Linked DNA regions of Mus musculus: region 1 is linked to region 2. Evidence: chromatin contacts called from public HiChIP or PLAC-seq data. All regions are on one chromosome and are shown on one strand. Each heading gives the region's core, a stretch centred on a gene start, on an enhancer-like site or on the middle of the called end of the contact. The rest is flanking DNA. Distances are from core to core; before and after follow the strand shown.

Region 1 (5,566 bases), core at 116-2,615, 77 kb after region 2:
CTCATGTAGAGCAACCACCCTCTGGTGCCAAGGACTAGTTAAAATCCTGTGAGAGAGAAAGGTTGGAGGATGCAGAGAGTAGAGTGGCAGGGAGGGAGAATTGGTAGAGGGAGCCACGCTGTCAGCAGCAGGCTTAAGCAGAGAAGACAGTGACAACGCTCACTCACCGACAGGGCAGCGAGCAGCTTTAATAGGCACTGGGTAGCGGCGCTCCGGCTCATCTACTCATCCTCTGCTCCTTGGAGCCCATTCTGTGGCAGGATCTGGGGAGACAGAGTAGACAGGGCTCCTGTCAGCAGTTCAGCACCGGCCCAGGAAGTTAAAACAGGCACACGGGAACCTGGAGACACCTGGTAGGGGATGGCATGTCCCCAAAGGTGGGAAGGAGCAAGGATTGCACCCCAGGCACTAGGTGTTGGGCTGAGAAATCCTTCTGTACACATGTGTGTTGTCCTCGTATGTAACACTGCCCCAGGACTCCTCACACCATCCTGGGCAGAGAGGATGTTCTAGGCTTTCATTGGAGAGTTAAGGATACAGGGACACCTGAACTCTGCCCAGGGATCCATAGTTTGTAAAACATGGAGCCATCTCTGCCCTTCAGAGCTGCCACAGGCCTGTTCTTCACCCACATCCCCAGCTCCCTGTGTGCAAGCAAAATGGAGGCTCCCATAAGGCGAACCCCATGGTTCTTTGGGATCAGAAGTTGTTTTGTATCTTAGCCCTGGCTGACCTGGAACTTGCTTCCTCCTGCCTCAGCCTACTGAGCGCTGGTGTTCCAGGCACTGACCACTGGGTCCAGAAGGTCTAATGTTTTAAATGAATTTTGTGGGTTTGTGGTAAGAAGCTGAGCTTGAAGAAAAGGCGAGATTATGGAGCCAGGGGAGGGCACCGCAGGCAGTGGGAACTGAGGTCAAGAGCAAGCTCCGTCCCAGGGAGAGCTGGGAATGTGTGTCCTGCCTCTGCTGAGTACTGTAGCTGACAGGACAGTTGGAAATAGGTGAAAAGGGGTGAAAAGGAGTGGAGGGGACCTTCAGCTCATACAGGCATATTCTTAGGTCCCCTAAATGAAAAGCAGACCCAGACAGACTAGCTCCATACTGGGGCCCTTAAACCAAATACCAACTGCAGCAGACCCCAGGAGTAGAGATGAGATGGTGGAAAGGGACCAGATACATTCAGGAATCTCTAATCCTTCTCTCCTCCCTATTAGCTCTTGGCTGTAGAAGGGAGGCCAAGAGAAATGTCACAGGTCCTCCCAGGTTACACCAGCTGGGGCTGGACCGGAACAGGAGGCAGTTTCCAAGACCACCAGCCAGCCAGGGTCAGCAGGCATGCCCAGGCCTGGCTGTTCTGGGCTTTGTCTCTCTGAGTTTTGAATCCTTAAGAGGTCACTTGATCTTGCCTCTGGCTCTGAGCAAGAGGCCTCATGTCAGGCCTCAGCCGGTCTTGCCCTGCTTCCTCCAGGCACCAGGTTTTCTCCTCCTTCTGAGGTCACCCTCCAGTTCTACTGTCTGCTTTCCCTGGAGCCATATTTAGGCTAGGCCTTCTTGTTTCAGGCCCCCGCTTCTTGGAAATACCATCTCTCTATGAACATACCTTCTGCTGCTGCTCCTCTCTCTGCACCCCACATTCCTGGTAAAAGCAGACCTCTAAAACTGGCAGGCAGTGGCTAGGAGTACGTGTCTGTGGCTACACACAGGCCGCTCTGTGCACTTGGTTCCAGCCCTTAGCAACTAGGTGATCTGGTGACTCACATAACCTGGTGATTCACAGCATCTCTATCTCTTGTAAGAATGAAGGGGATTGACATGTAAAGCCCTTAGCCCTGGCCTGGCCCACAAGCAAGCACCTCGGCAGTGGCTGGTAGATGGGTGGATGAATACCTTCCCACGGTCTGGATTCTGGGTCCCTAATTCAAGCAGTGTGAGTCACACATCTCCAACCCTTGTCCCTGACCTTTGCTTGACCAAAGATAGCCCTCCTGCATCTGTTGCCTGCTGCCCTATGACAAGAGCCTTGTGTTCTGGTATGGGCCTCAAGCATTTGGAAACCTTGAAATTCTTCTTGGGCCTGGAGATATAGGTGATTGTTGGAGTGTTTGCCTATTGTGTACACACAAGGCCCTGGATTCCACCCCCAGACCTGGGGATATGGATGGTAGACAGGGTAATCGCAGTGCTTTTATGTTAGCCACTAGATCAAGTCCTCCTGGGAAGAGGTAGGGGTGTAGAGAGAAGGTCGGCCCCACTCCTAGGCACCTTCAGTAGTTACTGGGTCAGCTAGATCCCCGTCTATACAGTTTGCACAGTCTTCTCCCCAAAATCCAAGCCTCTGAGAACGTTCCTTATAACTTTATAGTATGTTATGGTTTTCCCTGGATAGCTCTGTCTGGTTCGTCACTGTCTGTCCATCTTTGGTTCCACGATGCCTGTGCTGGAGAAGTAGATGCAGTCTGTGTCCAGTCCACGTGAACTAGCAGCCCACTCTGCACTGGCCAGTAAACCATGCCCAAGACACCATGGACCACGAACCTAATGCGCTTGTTTCAACCCTACATGAGGACCCTGTCTAGGGGAGGCTGGGTTCTCCAGCAAGAAGGCGGATCCTCCACACCAGCCCTTGTGAGCTACATGAGGAGGGAGGGTAGACAGCAGGAACTTCCTTGAGGCTGGAAATGGAGCCTAACAAATGAGAGATTTCAGCAGTGAGAGCCCTACTCAGCCACCTGGGTCTCTGGCCCACCCCCACCCCAGTCCATTCTGCCCGTGGTGGCCGCCAAAGTGCTTGCTGTTCAGCATTTTTAGATGCACAGTGTCTGGAGCCCCTAAAATATTTATTGGATGAATTGATTAAAGCACATCTGTTCTTGCAGCTCCATGCTTCACACCTTTTGATTGCATCCTTCCTCTCCAGCCTTGTCTACAGAACCCCGGCTTGAATGCCTGCCATGGTACAGAGGGTATCTGGGCTTCTGTCCCAGCATCCACCTCTGCCTGAGCCCCATCTCTCTCTCTCTCTCTCTCTCTCTCTCTCTCTCTCTCTCTCTCTCACACACACACACACACACACACACACACACACACCCTTCCTGACCAGGCCGAGTCAGGAGGGAGCATGAGAGAAGTCTTTATAGGATATGCCCTCGTTTTCTTTGCCCTCACCTGGTTGCCCTCTCTTACCCGCTGTGGTCTCCTACCTGTCTGCCCTGTCCAGGAGTGTCCCCAGCATGCCATCAGTTCCTTTGGACTGTTCACTCATGTCTGATCATGTGAGGGATATGGCAGGTGTATGTGCACATGCATGCACACATGTATGCATGTGAAAGAAATAGACTGCAAGAAATAGCCTGGAAGAACCAAGAGAGGAAAGGGTGGTCCCCTGAACGTGGTGGTCGGTGCCTGCCTTTAATCCCAACACCCTGGAGGCAGAAACGTGCACTCTTGACTGCCAGACCAGCCAGGGCTACATAGAGAAAACCCTGTCTCCAAAAGAGAGAGGTGAAGGCTCAGTGCCTAAATCTTCAGGAAGTAATCCTAAAAGTGGCACACAGAAGGGTGTGTCAGGGAACCTGTCGACACTCTCGGGACCAGGTAGCTTTCAGAGGGGAGGCCTCCTCCCTGGAGACACATCTATATGTGTAATAGTGTACAAATGTGGAGATGAGGACTTGTTACCTCAGGACAAGATGAACTGGAAAGTGGGTGGTATGCTCACAGCAGATTGGGTGTCTGCAGATGAGAAGCCTGTCTAGTCCATCAGCAAGTTTTGTAGGTCTCTGTGTCCAGCAACAAAGGGGGGGGCTCTCAGAACCAAAGTTCAAGGCACCGATCCTGAAAAGTGGAGGAGCCCCCCAGACCCTGAGGTCTTTGGTCTCAGTTGGAAGCCTCCTGTGACCCTTCACTGAACCTCTCGTGGTATTTCTGCCTGTCAGGTGTAGTTTAAGCCCCACAGAAATATCTTACACATTGAGGTACCTCAAAGGCCTGCAGTAACATGAAATGCCAGAGAAGTAGCTTGGTCTTCAGGCGACTGATTTGCCCTTCGACCCTTGTGTCTGGAACACCTAAAAGTCTCATCACTTGTTCAAGCCCTTGCTTTTCAGTAAGAGAACTGAAGCTCAGAGAGGGAGGGGCCTCCCTCTCCATCTTCCGCACCTGACACTGAAATCCGTTTCTGGAGGCATAGACCAGGGAGCGGAGGTCGAGCCTTAGCGCATGCCCTAGCAGGAAGTGGGTGTGGTACACAGTTTCTTACCAGGAGTGTACCCTCCCTTCATAGAGAGAATGGTTCTCTGGGCAGCCAGATCTCTATATGATCCCTAGCACTTTGAATCTCTGCCCAGGCAAAGACCACCGAAGTCTCTAAAACTGCTGGAGTGTGAGGGTGCAGTGGATGTGGTTCTAAGGTTCCTCCTGGAGCCACTAAGTAACGCAGTTGGTGTCCTGGGGCCAGGTGCATACTGGAACTGAGGGTTCCGAGGTGTACCACACACAGGTCCCTGCTCTAGCAGAGCAGCATGGGGAATGGCAAGTGCTCTGGTAGCTATGGTAACAAGGCCTTCTAAGAAGGCATCCTATAGGCATGTGAAAGCTGAGGTGGACACTCTGACATGCTGACCAGCCGTAGACCTTTCACAACGCTGCCATTTGTCCACACGTGTGTGCCATCCCAGCATGCTGAGTGAGCTCTGAACTCAGCAAGTTCAGAGCTACAGTCTTCCTTCCCAGTGAGTGCAGGGTTCCTCCTCGTCCTGAGCCCCACAGGCCTTGCCTTGGCACAACCCTCTACCTGCAGATGACCTGGATTAGGACGCGTCTGCTTTGCTGTCCCTCCACGTCAGCAGGCTTTTTAGGGTGGATCCAGAGCGACTGTGCTCTCTGCCTTGTTCCTAATCCCTCAGCAGGGCTGCCTGGCACCTTAGCATTTGGTTCGGTTTTCAGGACTTGAGTCTAGCTAAGTCTGCAGTCTGCCCAGCATAACATCCTCCCTGCACGAAGAACACCCCCACCCCAGCCTTTGATTCTTCCCCACCCACCACCCTCCCCCAGATTCTGCTTGTGCCTCTGGCTGGCCAAGTCCTAGAAGCTGGGAAGGCAGTGGGAGGGAAGGGTAAGGTGCTCTGGGCAGCTTAGCAGAGGGTGAGAAAGCCTCCTGCTGCCTGGCCGCAGGCACCATGGGAAGGAAGGTTCTGGCAGGAACCGCCTGCTGGGCTGAGATCACCATGGAGACCTGGCTTACAGAGGGTCACTGGCAGTGGCTAAGGGCTGGTGGGGGTGGGAGCGAGGGGGATTTATGCAGGATTTGTGCTCTAGGCCCTTGGGGGAGCAGGCAAAACTGGGGTTCTTCATCACTCACTTTGCCAAGTAGTTTGCAGGAGCCCACCCTCTCTCCCCGTTAGTTACCCAGAAGATTGTTCATCTTGGCAACTGTCCCTCAACTGCAGAGACGTCAGCTTCTGGATTGAGGCCCCCAGTGCTTGCTGAGCCTGGCACCCCACATGTCACGGTCCTTTCCCTTCATCTCTGCAATTGGTCGAGCTTGTCACCCTAACTGTAGAGAGCTG
Region 2 (5,467 bases), core at 1,940-4,439:
GAAAACCAAAAAAAAAAAAAAAAAAAAAAAAAAAGGCTTGTAAGGAACAGTCCTTAGAGTTCATTTTGTTGGACACAGAGAGGAGCTGAAGTGTAGTTTAACATGAGCCAGGTCCTAGATTCCATCTTCAGTCCTCTCCTCCCAACAAAACTCTCCCATACATTTGTGAGGGAAAAAAAAAATGATGGAAGAGACTTTGAAGAACTGGGCTGGACACGTGTCTCAGATAGGGATTCTATTGCTGCAGTGAAATACCATGGCCAAAAGCAAGTTGGGGAGGAAGGAGTTTCCTCAGCTTATTCTTCCATATTCCCCGTTCATCACCAAAAGGAAATCAGGACAGGAACTCAAATGGGGCTGGGGGTGGGGGGGGAACCTGGAGGCAGGAGCTTATGCAGAGGCCATAGAGGATGCTGGGCGGGAACCTGGAGGCTGGAGCTGATGCAGAGGCCATGGCGGATGCTGCTGACTGGCTTACTAGTCCTGCTTTCTTAGAGAACCCAGGACCACCAGCCCAGCAGTGGTTCTACCCACAATGAGCTGAGCCCTCCCTCATTGATTACTAATTGAGAAAATGCCATACAGCTGGATCTCATGGAGGCATTTCCTCAACTGAGCTGCCTTTCTCTCTGAAGACTCTGGCTTGTATGGAGTTGACACAAAGCTAGCCAGGACAGTGGCGTAGTAGCGTTGTGCCCACGATTCTGACATTTGTAGTGAATTTGAGGGTAGTCTTGGCTACCCCAAAACCAGAGTGAGAGTCCTCAGGACTTGGACTCTGGGAAGCGAGGGGAACTGGATGATCCAGTATCTTTGGAAGAAACAAGTTAGGTGTGGTGTCAGTTGATAAAATGGGGGACACGGGAACAAGTGGAGGTCCATGGATTCGGCGGGGGTGGGGGTGGGGCAGGATTGTTGTTTTGTGGTTTGTAGAGAGGAACACTACACGTGAAGGAAGTTACCAGAAGCTAGACCAGGCTGCCCTGTGTATGAGAAGTGCCGGGCCATGCCACTTCATGATCCCAGAGGAAGGGGCTCCTGTTCCTAATTGTCTCTGAGACTCTGTCATTTGTTATGGCACTCTGGTGCTGGTAGGAACTGGGCCTCATCTGAGTAGAGATGACACTTAGAGCTGCCTAGTAGGAAAAAGGAGGAAGAGAGAGCAAGCAAGACACAGGGTGGTCCTGGGGTTTGACTCTGGTGAAGAAAGAGCCACTGGAGAGCGGAGAAAAGCAGGCCCGGCCAAGTGCAGAACATCCAAGTCTGGAGGAGAAATTTCTGAAAACAGGAGAGAGGGGATTTGAGGCTGCCCTCATCCTTGGCAATGGGGTGACCCTCCTAAGTCACCTTTGTCACATGGGCTTGACAGCAGAGCCCAGGAAGGAGGGAGTTAGTGGAAGGGGAGGAAAGTATTGTCTCAAGAGGGGAAATATGGATCTAAGTGAAGGTGAGCTAAGAAGCCGGGACCAAACATGCAGAAGATGGCTCAGCAGGTAAAGGCACTTGCTGTCAAGCTTGACCCCCTAAGTTTGATCTCCAGAACCCACAGGGTGAAAGGAGAGACCCAGCATGCACGGATCTGACTTCTGACCCCCACTCCTTTGTTATAGCATGCATGCGCACATGCACACACAACATGAATACAGAACATGCAATAATTTTGTTGTTGAAAAAGAAAAAAGTAGGGGGCTGTAGAGATGGGTCAGTGGTTCAGTGCACAGGAAGCTCTTCCAGAGGACCAGGGTTCAATTCCTAGCACCCACGTGGGGACTTATAACCCTCATTAGCTACTGTTCCAGGGGCTCTGGTGCCCTCTTTCAGCCCCCATGGACACTTGCATGCACATGTGTGTGCAGTGATATCAAGAAATACATCTTTAAAACACAGCAACGTAGGACTCAGAACTTCTTCCCTCTAGGAAAGAGGAAGGTATGTGTTTAGGGATTGAAGGATGGGGCAGTTTCAGGGGGATGTTTATGGGGTAAGATGGGTTTTCTCTAGTAGAGGGACATGGGCAAGCCCAGAGCACAAGAGGAAAGAGGCTGGATTGTGGAGAGCGGCAGAAAGCATGGAGGATGATGGAGGGGCAGGGTGGCAGTGTTGTGTGTTGGGGGGGGAGTTGGATCAGCAGGGTAGCAATGGTGGGGGGGGTTGGATCAGCAGGGTGGCAATGGTGTGGGGGTGTGGGGTTTGGATCAGTGGGGTGGCAATGGTGTGGGTGTGAGGGTGGGGGTTGGATCAGAGGGGTGGCCATGGTGTGGGAGTGGGGGGGGTGTGGATCAGAGGGGTGGCAATGGTGTGTGTGTGTGTGTGTGTGTGTGTGTGTGTGTGTGTGGAGGGTTGGATCAGCTGCGCCCACAGCTTGGGTAGCAAGGTGCTGTCTAAAGTGCTCAGTGTGGGTTCCTGGTTAAGAGCCCAGGCCTGAGAGGAGACAGTTTGGGTTCCTGTTTTGGATCACAGTGTGGCCTCAGGCAAGCTGCTTAACCACTAGGTAGCTGGTTCAATTCCTCATCTGTCTAATGAGTTTAAACATGGCACTTTTCTCTGAATATTATAAGCAAGTCTATTTATGTTCAGAGTTGTCGTCTACCACAAAGGAAGTGCCCAGTCTGTTAAGGCTTGGTTTTTATTTTGAAGCAAGGTCCTGCGATGTAGCTCAGGCTATCTCACTCTTAGAAGCTCCTCCTCCCAGGGGCTAACTTACTCTGCTGATTCTTAAGGAAGTTTTTGGCTTTTTTAAGACAGGGCTTCTTTGTGTAGCTCTGGCTGTCCTAGAAAAAGTTCTGTAGACCAGGCTGGCCTTGAATTCACAGAGAGCCTCCTGACTCCAGAGTGCTGGGGTCAAAGGTGCACAACACTGTGCTGGGGTTGAAGGATGATCTTGAAAACCTTTGACAATGTGTATGGTATCCCTTCAACCCTTTCTCCTTGCTGCCTGCTTTCCCAGGCACACGGTTAGCAGACACCGCTTCTGTCTCCCAGATTTGCCTGGTGCTCAGGTATGGACTGAGCGTGCCAGCGTTCCCAGGTGTCCTCACCCGCCCTGATTTGAAAACTGTGTTCTTTTCTATCAATGCCCACAAGGCACAGTCAATTTAATGATCAGATAACAACAGAGTCTTCTACAGCGAGTGTGGTCACATCTGTTCCCCACCCCCCAGTCTGCCCTGTATGCACACAGCTCAGGACTACATTGTCTCAGACAGCCACAAGCAGGGAAAGAATTTGGGGCTAGGGTGGGGCAGGAGTCTGAAGGATTGCCTAGGGTGGTGGGAGAGAATCAGGGCACGTGAGGACACTAATTGTTCACACCAGCTCCCCTCTGAGACTTGAGTTCCTTGTCTGTAAAATGGGTTTTGGAGAGGTCTAGTGAGAAGGGTCAAGGGCCCTGTGATACCTGAAAAAGTCACTGATGCCTGGGCTCTACCAATTTTGGTTTGTTGGTGTGTTTGTTGGTTTGATATAACGTCTTACCATGTAACCTTGACTGATTTGGAACATCTGCCTGCCTGTGCCTCCCAAGTGCTGGGATTAAAGGCATACACTACACTACCAGGGACTTTTATGGCTTTTTTTTTTTTTTCCCAGAGACAGGGTTTCTCCGGCTGTCCTAGAACTCATTCTATAGACCAGGCTGGCCTCAAACTCAGAGAGATCCACCTGCCCCCGCCAACTCCTAAGTGCAGGGATTAAAGGCATGTACCACTATGCCCTGTTCCCTCATTATTTGTTTTTAAGGTAGGGTCTCACTATGTAGCCCTGGCTGACCTAGAACTTGCTATGTAGACCAGGGTACCCTCAAACTCAGAGCGGTACCTGCCTCTGCCTCCTGATTGCTGGGATCATACCACTGTACCAGGGAGAATCTAACAATTTTAATTCAAGAGACACCAGTGGGTAGGAATCCTGGTCTTTCTCAGCATCGACCATGTGTGCCCGACAGTTTCCCATTCCCCTTCTCTGGGATCCTTATACTCAAGTCATGAAGCAGATTATAACAACCCATTTGTCAGATGAGGAAACTGAGACTTGGCTGTTGCGGTGACTTCCGGGGAAGATGAACTGGCGTTTGGAATGAATGTGCCTGGTTCTGCCTGCTTTTCCTAACAGGTGGTACTTCGGAAAGATCAGTAGAAAGGATGCAGAGAGGCAGCTTCTGTCCTCTGGTAACCCCCAGGGGGCCTTTCTCATTCGGGAAAGCGAGACCACCAAAGGTGGGTTGGTACGGCAGACATGCCACCAGACAATAAGGACAGTGGGCTGGTCAGTGCTTGGGTCAGGGCCAAGTGGAGGGGCAGAGCTAAGCTGGGCTCTGGGAATTCCTTTGGGGGCCTCCTCCTGCTCTGAGGGAGACGAGAACTAAAGGACCCTTTCCACCCAGGGGCCTACTCCCTGTCCATCCGTGACTGGGACCAGAACAGAGGCGATCACATAAAGCATTATAAGATCCGAAAGCTGGACACGGGCGGCTACTACATCACCACACGGGCCCAGTTTGACTCCATACAGGACCTAGTGCGGCACTACATGGGTGAGCTGCTAAGTGTGACTGACCGTGTTGTCATGACGGGGAGACTGAGGCCTGGAGAACAAAAATCTCCTAAAGAAGTAGTGGCTGGGCCACGTACATGCGTCCTTAGGCCAGGATTCTGCTCTGTGTGGAGTCTGAGCAGACGGAGAGCAAGCAATGCCTCCTAATCTTGCTTCCAGGCCTAAGCCTGGGGAACTTTTGAAAATTTTACATTTTTTTTTGGGGGGGGGGCTCATGCGTGTCAGAGTACAACTCGTGGAAGTTGATTCTCTCCTTCAGCCAAGTGGGTCCTGGGGATGGAACTCGGGTCATTGGGGTTGCCAGCAGACACCGTCTTTACCTGCCGAGCAAAATCTTGCTGGCTTCGGTCTATTCAGTGTATGGAAACTTTGTGGGGCATTTGTTGTTCTCTCTCTCTATCTCTCTGTCTCACTGTCTCTCTGTCTCTTTCTGTCTCTCTCGTTGTGTGTGTCTAAATCAGAGGACAACTTGTGGAAGTAAGTCCTTTCCTTCTGCCATATAGGTCCCAGAGACTAAACCCGGGTGGCTAGGTTGGCTGCTGGCTCACACCTTACCTGCTGAGCCACCTTGCTGGCCCTGTTGTACTTCCTAGGCAGAGTCATTATCTATCATAGGCTCTAAGCCAGCAGTTCTTAACTTTCCTAATGCTGCCACCTTTTAATACAGTTCCTCATGGTGACCCTTCCAACGATAAAATTATTTCATTGCTACTTTATAACGGTAATCTTGCTACTGTTATGAATTGTAATGTAAATCTCTGATAGGCAGGATATCTGATATGCGACCCCAGAGGGGTCATGTCCCACAGATTGAGAACTGCTGCTCTAAGCAGTGGGTTGCAGAAGCTGATCAGAGCTTTGTGGAGACTCTCTGGCTGTTGTGTGCTACCTGGACGTCGGGGACAAGGCTGAAGGA

What was found. HiChIP or PLAC-seq counts read pairs in DNA pulled down with a chosen protein or histone mark.
Region 1: an H3K27ac HiChIP or PLAC-seq map of embryonic stem cells shows a contact between it and region 2, with 6 read pairs. The contact joins two enhancer-like sites. A contact is called at or near these places in 1 of 15 datasets of contacts at CTCF or cohesin (large pre-B cells), 17 of 484 Hi-C or Micro-C datasets (B cells, the HPC-5 cell line, LSK cells and 7 more), 3 of 115 datasets of contacts at active chromatin or transcription factors (embryonic stem cells and liver) and 1 of 9 other capture datasets (embryonic stem cells).

What each region holds. Positions count from the first base shown.
Region 1 is chr4:133,069,191-133,074,756 of GRCm38.p6, forward strand. All of the region lies in intron 6 of Ahdc1 (AT hook, DNA binding motif, containing 1), which reads left to right. Among named protein-coding and RNA genes, the nearest start is that of Gm26615, 11 kb to the right of the region's middle. Within about 2 kb of position 1,366, at least 54 of the 459 cell types and tissues checked have an H3K27ac peak or open chromatin away from gene starts, as enhancers often do. A contact at or near this core is called in embryonic stem cells, where this site is marked.
Region 2 is chr4:132,990,537-132,996,003 of GRCm38.p6, forward strand. It overlaps Fgr (FGR proto-oncogene, Src family tyrosine kinase), which reads left to right. Exons shown (of 13, transcript NM_010208.4): 6 at 4,111-4,214; 7 at 4,382-4,531. Among named protein-coding and RNA genes, the nearest start is that of Gm36599, 15 kb to the right of the region's middle. Within about 2 kb of position 3,190, at least 18 of the 459 cell types and tissues checked have an H3K27ac peak or open chromatin away from gene starts, as enhancers often do. A contact at or near this core is called in embryonic stem cells, where this site is marked.